Linked DNA regions of Sus scrofa: regions 2, 3 and 4 are each linked to region 1. A link is a contact called in public HiChIP or PLAC-seq data. All regions are on one chromosome and are shown on one strand. Each heading gives the region's core, a stretch centred on a gene start, on an enhancer-like site or on the middle of the called end of the contact. The rest is flanking DNA. Distances are from core to core; before and after follow the strand shown. Region 1 holds the start of GNB5 (guanine nucleotide-binding protein subunit beta-5). Region 2 holds the start of TMOD3 (tropomodulin 3). Region 3 holds the start of MYO5A (unconventional myosin-Va). Region 4 holds the start of LEO1 (RNA polymerase-associated protein LEO1).

What was found. HiChIP or PLAC-seq counts read pairs in DNA pulled down with a chosen protein or histone mark.
Region 2: an H3K27ac HiChIP or PLAC-seq map of alveolar macrophages shows a contact between it and region 1. The contact joins the promoter of TMOD3 here to the promoter of GNB5 in region 1. A contact is called at or near these places in 2 of 5 promoter capture datasets (fetal liver and liver) and 2 of 2 datasets of contacts at active chromatin or transcription factors (alveolar macrophages and skeletal muscle).
Region 3: an H3K27ac HiChIP or PLAC-seq map of alveolar macrophages shows a contact between it and region 1. The contact joins the promoter of MYO5A here to the promoter of GNB5 in region 1. A contact is called at or near these places in 2 of 2 datasets of contacts at active chromatin or transcription factors (alveolar macrophages and skeletal muscle).
Region 4: a contact with region 1 is called in an H3K27ac HiChIP or PLAC-seq map of alveolar macrophages. The contact joins the promoter of LEO1 here to the promoter of GNB5 in region 1. A contact is called at or near these places in 1 of 47 Hi-C or Micro-C datasets (fetal heart ventricle) and 1 of 2 datasets of contacts at active chromatin or transcription factors (alveolar macrophages).

The regions. Positions count from the first base shown.
Region 1 is chr1:119,544,080-119,546,690 of Sscrofa11.1, forward strand. GNB5 (guanine nucleotide-binding protein subunit beta-5) reads left to right here and starts at 1,303. Exons shown (of 11, transcript XM_001924730.4): 1 at 1,303-1,923. The coding sequence starts at 1,812.
Region 2 is chr1:119,947,511-119,950,121 of Sscrofa11.1, forward strand. TMOD3 (tropomodulin 3) reads right to left here and starts at 1,285. Exons shown (of 10, transcript NM_214294.1): 1 at 1,185-1,285.
Region 3 is chr1:119,164,449-119,167,059 of Sscrofa11.1, forward strand. It overlaps MYO5A (unconventional myosin-Va), which reads left to right and starts at 1,303. Exons shown (of 42, transcript XM_001926768.7): 1 at 1,303-1,520. The coding sequence starts at 1,494.
Region 4 is chr1:119,803,686-119,806,296 of Sscrofa11.1, forward strand. LEO1 (RNA polymerase-associated protein LEO1) reads left to right here and starts at 1,307. Exons shown (of 12, transcript XM_003121504.4): 1 at 1,307-1,443. The coding sequence starts at 1,386.

The DNA of each region.
Region 1 (2,611 bases), core at 53-2,552:
CAAGCACTTGATGCTCCCAAATACTTGGACAGATTCCTCTGGCTGCAGAAACATCCAAATGGCTGGCAGCTAAATTTTTAATCCAGGTGTTTGGAGTTTTGTAGACAGCCCCCAGTGGACACTTTTTATGCATGGTGGCAACCCTATAACTCCACCACTACTGATATGTAGATTCAACTTTTCTGACTTTCAGCTGTCTCACTTGTAAAAACAGTGAACACCAAAGTACAGAAAGGCACTTCACAAGCTTTGCCAGCCATTAAAAAAAGTTACATGGCCTTGTCTCTGGATGGCAAACTCTCCAGGTTGGAGGATATTTGGGGGTTATCTTAAACAGAGACTCTTCAGAGGATGGCACACACCAGTATGAAGCTCCACCCACCCCAGGTCCTCATAAACAGGCAGACCCTCAGGCAAGGCACACACATACCATGGTGGTCCACGGAGCACCAGCCTGAGGAGGTGATGAGAGGATGCTGCTTTTCCCAGGCCTTTTGAGATGACCCTTGTGAGAAGTGTCCCCCATGACCTAGTGTCTCATTTAAATTACTTCCTGTGAAATTGCTCAAGTGTACCAGGCAGCCTTAATAACCAGGAGCATATACTGTGTGCCATGCATCCCCTCTGAATGAAAACCCTCTGAGGAAGATGTTATCCCGATTTACAGAGGAGGAGCCTGAGACACAGAAAAGTCAAGTAAGCCGCTCAAGGCCACACAGCACAACCAGGATTTACTCACAGGCAGTCTGATCTAGACAAAGCCTGTGTGTTTAACTTTTTCTAAGAACTCTGAAACTGTTTCTAAGAGTGTGAGGCAGGCAAATCATTTAATCTTTTTCATTTATAAAATGGGGGTGATAATAGTGCCCATTCAGGGTGGCTATTGTGAGTTATTCACGTAAAGCACCTGAACAGTGCCTGCTATTATAAGGAATTGGAAAGAGCACATACTCTTTTTGCCACAAAGTCACTCATTTACTTCCTCGAGGGAATCGTAGCAACCCTTCATTGTAAGGTGAGGTGCTGCCTCAGAAGTGACCTGAGATCACTGGACACGGTGCTCAGAAGCCTTGAGTCTGGGCCCTGTGTGTCCCTGCCCCCAACACCACGTCCTCATGAGCCCCCAGGCCAGGGACTTAATTCACGGGTGAAAAAAGGAAAAGCAAAAGCAAGAAGGGGCAAAGACTCCAGAGCTTCTCAGAAGCCAGAATTAGCTTTATCTTTGTATATTTAAGCCAACAAAAAAGGAAAGTTTACGGTTTGTTGTAGGGGGAGCATCAGAGCTACCGAGGTTCAGACAGGGTACCAATGGTGAGAGCCAGGGCCCCTCGTCCTCTCCTCTCCCGTCCGCTCTCTGCCATACGAAGCCACTGGGCAGCGTCTAAAGTCCCAAGGAGAGGAGATCTGGGCGGCGAGTGAGGGAAAGGGGTGTTGGAAGGGCTGTGTTCCTGCGACTTCGCCAAACTCCCAAAGGCCGGGCAGTCCCTGGTTTAAATCCCAGCTTGGCCCTAAGTGCGCATCAAGCGAGCCTCTCCGGGGCAACGCGCAGGGGCGCGCGGCCGGGGACCCGGGGCGCGGAGGGAGCACAAGGGCCCGCTAGCGCGGCAGGCGAAGGTGAGGCGGGAGGGCGACCTGCCGCCGCCGCCGCCGCCCGGCTCGCAGCTGCCAGCGTCAGCGCGGGAGGGCGGGGCGCGCTCCGGGAGGCGGCTGGAGCTGCGCCGCTGGCGGCTCGGCGCCCGCTCGCCGCACGGGCCTCCGTCGCCCGCTAACTCGCATCCCGGTTTCCCTGCCCGCCGCGTCCCCGCGCGAAGATGGCAACCGACGGGCTGCATGAGAACGAGACGCTGGCGTCGCTCAAGAGCGAGGCCGAGAGCCTCAAGGGCAAACTGGAGGAGGAGCGGGCCAAGCTGCACGACGTGGAGCGTGAGTGCGGGCCGGGGCGGGGGCTGCGCGCCGAGGGGCGGGCGGAGGAAACAAGACTGGCTCCGGCTCCCTCGGGGGATGGGGAGTTGGTGAGGAAGAGGATGGAGGGTGGCGGCCTGGGCCCCGGGCTGGAGCCAGGCCCGCGCCATGGCCTGGATGAGGGCCCCAGTGCCGGAGCATCAGAATAGGCTTGGGTAGCGGCCCAGCGCTGGGACGCGCCGGTAGGGGGCTCGAGCCCGACCCTCGCAGGCCCTGGGCACCTCCTAGAGCCCCAGACCGCTAGCGGAGACCAGCCCGCCTGTGGGCAGGGGGAACCGGGTGGCAGCAGCCTCTGGCCGCTGCCCTCCTGCCAAGGATCGTAGGACCAGTTTCCGTCATCACCTGCCTGGAAGATGAAAACTGGTTGCATTCATGCCCTTCTCAAGCGGAACAGGGTGGAGGGGGTTTTCATTGGAGGCATGCACAGTGAGCCCTTGCGGACGCGGCCTAGGGTCAACTACTGTTTTGTTTTATAATCATTTGGCTTTCTCCGTCATTTCTCAGTTTTGCTTTTGCAAGAAACCAGACTCTGATTTAAAAGCTCACTTTTTCAATCTGCTCCCTCTCCTTGAGAATGGAGGGCCAGATAGGGAAAGAGAAACATTTAGTTCGTTTAAGGCTGTTTAAAAAGCTTTTGGATGGATGGATG
Region 2 (2,611 bases), core at 35-2,534, 400 kb after region 1:
TCCTTTCCTAGGAATGTGTTAGAAAGGTGATTCTAAGTATTATAAAATGACTGTGAGCTCTTAAGTAATAGGGTAAAAAAAAAAAAAAAAAAAAAAAAAAGGCCTAGGACTAGGAAGAACTTACTAGCAAAGGTAAATGAGGCTGGACAAGACTATTTTTCTAAGCCTGATACATTTTTGTAACAGACCAATTAGCAATTTTATTTACTGAAAAATTAATCTGAAGGATTCTCAGAAAAAGAAACATGAGCCACATTAAAATGTTACAAACCAAGGCAGACCGCACATAACTAACCTAAATCTCCACAGGCTTATTTCCTGTTCAAGTATGACCTCCTGGGCTAAGTTTTACTGCAGTATTCATTACCAGATGACTTTTGGTTTTAAGGGAAGCCAAGGACAAGTTGGAAATGCGATTCTTAACTAAACATTAAAAACCCCCAAAATCCAAAAAACAAAACAAAAAGCCCCCTGCGGCTGTTTCTCATTCGTTTGTAATCAGAATGCAGGCTTGCAGAGGAAACACACCACTTCTGTAAGCAAAAATAACGACCCAGTCACGTCCTCAAAACAAACCAACATACAAACTTCACAGCCGGGTCCAGCTGTGCTGCACAGGAGCCAGGAATCTATTCTAAGAGCAGATAGTTCAAAACGGCGAACGCAAGACAAGAAAGATTTCAATTAAATTAAAAAAAAAAGAAAAGGGTGTGCCCTTCTTTTTTTCTTCTTCTTTCCAACTCACTAAGCAGAAGTCTTTGAAGGAGACTCGGTGAAAAAAACCTTCAGACGCTAGTCGCCGGCTAGTAAGCCTGGGTGGGATGGATGGGGCGGATAAGCACTTCGAGTTCTCACAGCCACGGCCGGCGCGGGCTCCAGCCGGGAGGGGAAGGGGCCAGTCCCGAACCCGGCGAGGCCGGGCCGGGGAGTGATTCATCGCAAATCTGTCTTCGCGCGCCTCCACCACGGGCGACGCCCAGCGCGTCCTGCGGATCCTGCCCTGGCCCTTTTGCCCCGAAGCAGCCCCAGCGTCCTCTCGCTACCGGACAGGGATTGGGAGCGAACGAGATTCGAGCCGCGCTGCTGGAAGACAGCAACCTCTCCCTCCTCAGCCACCATGGCTGGTACGACACACTGCCGGCGCCCGCAGACGGACTTCCTGGAAAGCATCGGTCTTGGCTTACCTGCCTAGCGCCCGCTGAAGCCACCGACCTCCTTCACAGACCCGCGGGGACTGCTTGCCGCTCAGCTCCCAGTACCCGCCGGTCCGCCTGCGTCCGCCTCCCGGGGAGTTGTCGGATCCACCCGCCAGAAGCTCCCCCAACTCGACGGCGCTGGTTCCCACTCCACCGCCGACGCGCGCGCGCACTCCCAAATCGCGGAGCATCCTGGGAGCTGTAGTTCAAGCCAGGAGGGCGAGGCTCAGCGCAGATCTTGGGCTTTACTGTGTGTGGAACTTTGAAGCAGCTGCAGATGTCAAGCCTTACACTAGTCTGATAAAACTCTCTCTACTCGTAGAATTATCTACCTTCGACCCTTTGGGAGCTTTATACGTCAACTAGGGGTTCCTTAGTACAGATTTCCTCTTCACTTTGATTTTTAGTCAAAAGGCACACACCGCAGGACTTAAACCCTAGGTTGCTAATGGGAGGACAAGACATGGAGCCCTTTAAACTTATTATGAAAAACTGATAGAAAAGGAAACAAATAAAGGCTAAGGCACGAGAGTGACATAAATCAGGCGGATGTCACCTTAAGAGTATAGTGACCCTTGTGATTTCCTTAGGTTTGCAGCCAGGATGATGTCGCAGTGATCAGTTTCCATCCCATCCCATTCTTGCATTCTCAGGTGTAATGTTCAACTTTGATACACCTCAAAAATGCAGCCAATTAGAGAACTCAAGTGCCTGCTTAAGATACGTTCCAGCTACACCCAGTGCGGGAGCAGATTAATGGTTAAGACTCTGCTGCTATTTACTCCTCAGAGCAAGGAGCACCCGAGATAAATACCCTGGAATTTCATGCAATTAGCATCCACTAATTCCAGCAATAAAGATCACCAATGATGTGGGTTTTTTCAGGGGGAAAAAAAAAAAACCTCCTAAATGCAAATACTCTTGGTTGCCATTGCATCTTATTTTTTATAGCATCTTAGTGTGAATCAGTTTCTCAAATATTTTTGGAGATAACACCTGAGAGCAATTTCCTACACAATTCCACATTCAGGTTCAACTAATATTTATTGAATACTTAACCCACACCAAGAATTGTGCCAGCACTCCATTTATAATAGCTAGAATTTTGCCAGCACTCCATTTATAATAGCTCATCCAATCCTATAAACAACCCTACAAAGACTATATTAGTATTCTCCATTTCTACAGATGAGAAAAATTAAGTAAGCTGTAAAAGGTCACACAGCCAGTAACTGGAGATACAGAAATGAAAAACAGATAGCCTGATTCAAATTTTAGCATACTTTCCACTGTTGATCAGACTAATGTATATCCTAAATATTACCACATTAAGTAAGATCATCTGTGACCATGTTTCTCAAACTCAATCCAGGGAGATGGTACTCTGACCGGATGAACTGAATATCTGGATTCAT
Region 3 (2,611 bases), core at 53-2,552, 380 kb before region 1:
TTTCTGGTGTACTGCTCATAGCTGCATGGTTTCCTCTTTTGTATGTCTGGGCAAAGAAAAGATAGGATGTAAAAACGTGAAAGATACATGGCTTTAGAATGGAAAGTACAAAGAATTCTGCAGGATTCTGTAGCTATTCCTCTGGCATCTCTGAAAAGATTGTGGGCAGTGAGTAAGGGGAGGCGAGACCTGAGTTCCAGGGAGCACTTGACCCAAGTGTCCCCCTCATCAGTGCTCTCCCTTCAAATACACATGCAGGATACACACACTACCAAGGGGGCTAGCCTTGAGAGGTGGTCTTGATAGAAACCATGCCAGATTCCCAGGAATGGCACTGGGTATCACATGAGCACATTAAAAAGAGGTTGAAAAATTATGACCATTAGCCAAGCCAGAATGAAAGTGTGACTTGGGAGCAGGTATATGTGAAGACAGCATGGGCGGGGGGGGGCGGAAAGATCACATTCTTGTGCTCAAAGTGCAAGGATAACAACGATTAGATAGAGAAAGGGCCGGGGCAGAAAGGTAGTGGCACCACTAGGCACAGGCCTGGAAGCAAAAGAGGCTCCAGGGCTGCCTCCTTTGCGCATCTTGTTACAAGGCGCACTTATATCTCTGCAGCTTAAAACAGGCCCATACGATCCTGCATCAAGAAACGACCCTACTGCAGATGCCGAGGGGTGCAGTCATCTTTGGGGTGACCTTGGTTATTCTCTCATTATCCCGTTCCTTGCTCACTCCTAGACTTCTATACTGCTAACAAGGCTCTTCTGGAATTCTAAGTTATTCTATGGCCTTCCAAGAAATCTCGCCCCAAATCATTTCCCTAGAAATGTTTGGAAGCACAGGTGAAGCAGCCTGGAGACTCCTAGCCTTTTCCCTGGACTCCTTCAGTGACACCAACCTTCTCAGGGCTGAGCTGTCACAGTCCAGGGCTCGCTTGGGATCGAGGGAGTCCAGGGGACGACATGCCCCCCGGGACGGGTGTGCAACCGGCAGGTGTCCTAGGGCGGGCTTCTGGGTCTCGGCAGCGCGGGAGGCGGCGGCGGCGACGACGCTGGGTGGCAGGCTGCTGATGCTCGGTGCCCGCAGCCGATGGGAGGCAGCGTGAGCTGGAGAGAACCCGGAGCAGCCGAGGTGGTAGCGCGGGAGCGCAGCCTCCTCCCGCTCCCACAATGCACAGGGCGGCGGCGGCGGCGGCAGCATCACCGTCCGCCAGGGTGGCTGCGGTGGCGACCCCGAGGACCCCGGGCGCGCCGAGCGCGCGGCACTACTCGCGGCGAGCCCGGGAGTGATGGCGAGGCCCCCACGGGCCGCCTGCGTCTGAGGGGCCCCGCCCCGCCCCACCCGGCCCCGCCCGGCGCGGCCCGCCCCGGCCCTGCCCTGCTCGCTGCCGGAGGCAGCCTGGGCGCTTCCTAGTCGGCGCGGGCGGCCGCCCAGGCGAGGTGCGGCCTCCGCACGGACTGGGGGGCGTCGGCGCCGCGGGGCCCGCCATGGCCGCGTCCGAGCTCTACACAAAGGTAAGGCGCCCCGCGAGTCGCGCTGTGGGGAGGGGACCCCGCGGACCCACGCCGCCAGCTGTCATACTGGGGAGGGGCATGGGGCTTGAGGACCCGGTTTTGCTGGGCCGGTACCACCCCTTTCCGAGCATTTCAAAACCCTTGGCCCTGCTCGCCGGCCGCCAGCCGGCGAAAGCGCCTTCCTCGTTCAGTCGTTGATGATTAAGGCGGAGGAGGCCTGCCTCGGGTGCCTCTCTGGCCCCTGCCAAGCTTCTTGGGCTTCGAGCAGTGCGGATTTCTAAGGGAACCCGTGTGGATTTAGTAGGGCGGGCCTGGGTCAAGATTGCTCAGCCTTCCGTCTTGCTTTAGGAAAAATGCTGGCTTGTGGGAGATGCTAGATCTGGTCGGTCCCTCCCTTGGGGACACGCGCTTAAAATAACGTCTTGTGTTGGTATGCGGTGCCACTTCTACCGCCAGCCAACCTTTCTGTGTGAGATTTAGAATCTTTCGCCAGTTTTCACCTTTAGTTGCCTGGTTTCAGATTTTTACCCTGGGGTGGAGGGCCCTTGGGGAGCAGGCGGCGGAACAAACGCGAGCTGATTCACGGACTAGAATAGAATGGTCGGCATTCATTTGTCACTGGGAGTTTGCAACCTGCGTATAATCCCTTAGAGCCTTGTTAGGCTCCATGTCTTCACCAACCTCTGCGGCGAGCCTTCTCCTCCTGGGTTTAGTTTAAGGGAAGTAGCAGCCTTTCTTTCTTATACTGACGCTAGTATTCTCTGGGGCTGGTAATATCTGAATGGCATGTTTTGGAGAACCATACCTTCAAGACAGTGTAATGTCCTTTGTGACTGTGTTGTCATGGCATTTTACACTTTCACTCCCTTGTAGGTAGTAGGTGTTTTGCCAGCTGTTAACTACCTCTAATTCCGGTTAACAGAATTGCCTTAACTTTTCAAGTTGGCATTTGCAACAGCGTCTACATTTAGGGTCCAAGAATCCTTGTATCCAAATATTACCCAAGCAAGCCCTGGGCCCAAGTTGCAGCATGTTATTGAAGGAAGAGGTCTAGACCTGCCATTTAGAGACCCGGATTCTAGCCCTGGATG
Region 4 (2,611 bases), core at 57-2,556, 260 kb after region 1:
GTACAGAAGACTAGGATAACATACTCAGTCCCACTTCTTGCCCATTTGAACCTTGTCAGGCACTCCTATTTGCAACAAAAATAATGCCTCAAAATTTCCAAACTAAAAATCCACTGTTGCTGTCCAAGATTAAAATCCTTATATTGATCTAGACAGATAATACTTTAACACAGGATGTACATTCTTGAAAACTAATATTTAAGTTTCCTGAAAATGACGTAGTTGTTTCGTATGTGCAAGTCCCTTCAGTTCTTTGAAATTTTATAAAAGCAAGAGGGTTTATCTAGCACTGACCTTTTAGGAAAATTCTAGTACTGTCTGATTTGATAATGTACAATCATAGCCACATTTCATAGCAAAATCAAACTTTTTTTCAGAAAAAATAAACAAGAAGCCTCTGAATAGGGTTTTTCTAGCTACGGGTTGCAATTAATTAGTAAATCATGAAATCAATTAAGTGATGCACTGCCTGTCATCATTAAAAACAAAAGCTGCAAGAGAATAAAGTAAAAGAGAATAGGAAATCTCAAGACTAAATCTTAGTAGTATGTATTGTTTTGTGAAGTATTTAATTTTATGCACAAAAGTGTGTACTGGGTTAAGATGGGACATTTTTGATGTTTGAGATACACTGTTCTAAGCCTGCATGCAGTCTTCAAAGAGCAGTCCGAGGAAGACCCTTTTAGGGGTAGGAGAGACCGTCCCTTTCCCGATCACACACACACGTGAGAGACCTCATTTTCTTCATAGGCTTCAACCAAGGCCTTTCTCAATAGAATCAGTGCAGAGTAGTTATGAGAACTCAGTTGTTTTAAGACAGATACTGAAGACTTTTCCAAAACTGTAGAACAATTCCACTCATTTTTTTTTTTTGAAAAAAAGTCACTTAAAATTTAAAAACTCTAGTTATGTTAACCTGTTTACTATTTTTAAACGATTTTAAAAATACCTCTGCCTTAATTACTAATACAGTAAATAGCAATAGAATATAACCCACATAACGACCCTTTATAGAGTTTGCAACAATTTGAGAACACTTCGTCAGTATGAAACAAAGGACTCCAGACCTGACTCAGGGCAGGTTTAACACGGCCCCAGGCCTTTCCCGGGAGAACCTAAGCGCTTCCCGCTCCACTGACACGCAGACAGGACGTTCCCCGGGTGAGAATCCTCGGGAATAAGAACAGATCTTGACGAAAATGCGTGGTCTATACGCTTAGGAGATTGGACAAGCACAGGTTCACAGAGCACACGAAAACTAGTTCACCGAAGGAAAGCAGACTTTTAGCGAATCTTTTGCGACACTGTCGCAACTCGTTGTTTCCGTGCCGTAAAGACAGTCGCGAAGCCACCCCCAGTGAAGACAGCAGCGGACGTGCGCGGCAATGGCGGATATGGAGGACCTTTTCGGGAGCGACGTCGACAGTGATGCTGAGCGTAAAGGTGGATTTGGTTGGGCTTTGGTGGAGGCGACCGTGGCGGGCCTTCTGCGACGGGAGCCAGACAGCAGTCCAGTTCCGGTTGTGCGAACGCTCGGGCGCTGAGGGCGAGTGGTAGCACTTCCTCCACTCCTGCCTTAGCGCTCCCTGCACTCCCGGCGGTGCCAGCCTACCCTGGAGGACAGGAGTGAAGGGACAGACGCAGAGCGTGCGCCTCGAGGCTCTTGGTGTCCGTGGAGCAAGCTGGGCATGTGGAGCGAAGGGGGCGCGGGGCAGGGATGGAGGCCCGGTGAGCTAGCACAGCCAGAGAAGGAACCTCGGAGCCCTGCTGTGTCCTGCCTTGCACCGGCCAGCGCAGAGTAAGGGCAGTTGTAAATGAATGGAAATTAGGTCTTCAGGAATATGGGAATAGGCCGGACGAATTTTTAGAGGGGCTCAGATGCTCTCCTGAAACGAAACCAGAGAGTGGCGTGATGGGGAGTTTGAGATGTCTGGATGAGAAGATTGGGAAGGATACCGGGGTAGGGCATTACTTGCAGGAAATAATGTGTTCTCCGAGAATCTGTGCAGAAACTCTAGAATTTGTCTGTGATATTAAACTTGGGGAACATATGAGCTCTGTGTTTGGAGGGAAAGGATGAAGGATTTGTTGATGAAATGAATTAATGAAGGTAGGTTTTATTGTGCAAGGAAGTCTTTCTGGCACAAAGACGAGCTATTTGAGTTTGAGATAGTAATAGGAGGTCTTTGAAGCGAGAAGGGGCCCAGGAACAAGTTCAGCATTCTTAAAACTCGCTAAGCTCAAAGTACTGTATCTACTTTTTTCCTTAGCATAGTGCTTGTTGTGGTTGTTTTTTTTCTTTCTCTGACTCCAATTTATTCATACTTTTTATAATCAGGGGAGCACCAGGTGGAAGTCTAGTGTGAGGGCTCTACCAGAATGGGTATCCTCAAGGTTCTGGTCAGGATAAGTCTGGAAGTATAGAGCTTTGTGTATTTGTTCCATGTGGTTTGCCAATGTTTTTTTGTTTTTTTTTTTTTTCCCCTCATCTGTACTTGTCCATATCCCATTCACCCTTCAAGGCACAGATCTATGTGAACCCTCCCAACTTGCTTCCTTGAAGTTGTTCATTCATTCAGCATTTACAAATCCCCTGTCATGTTCCAGCTAC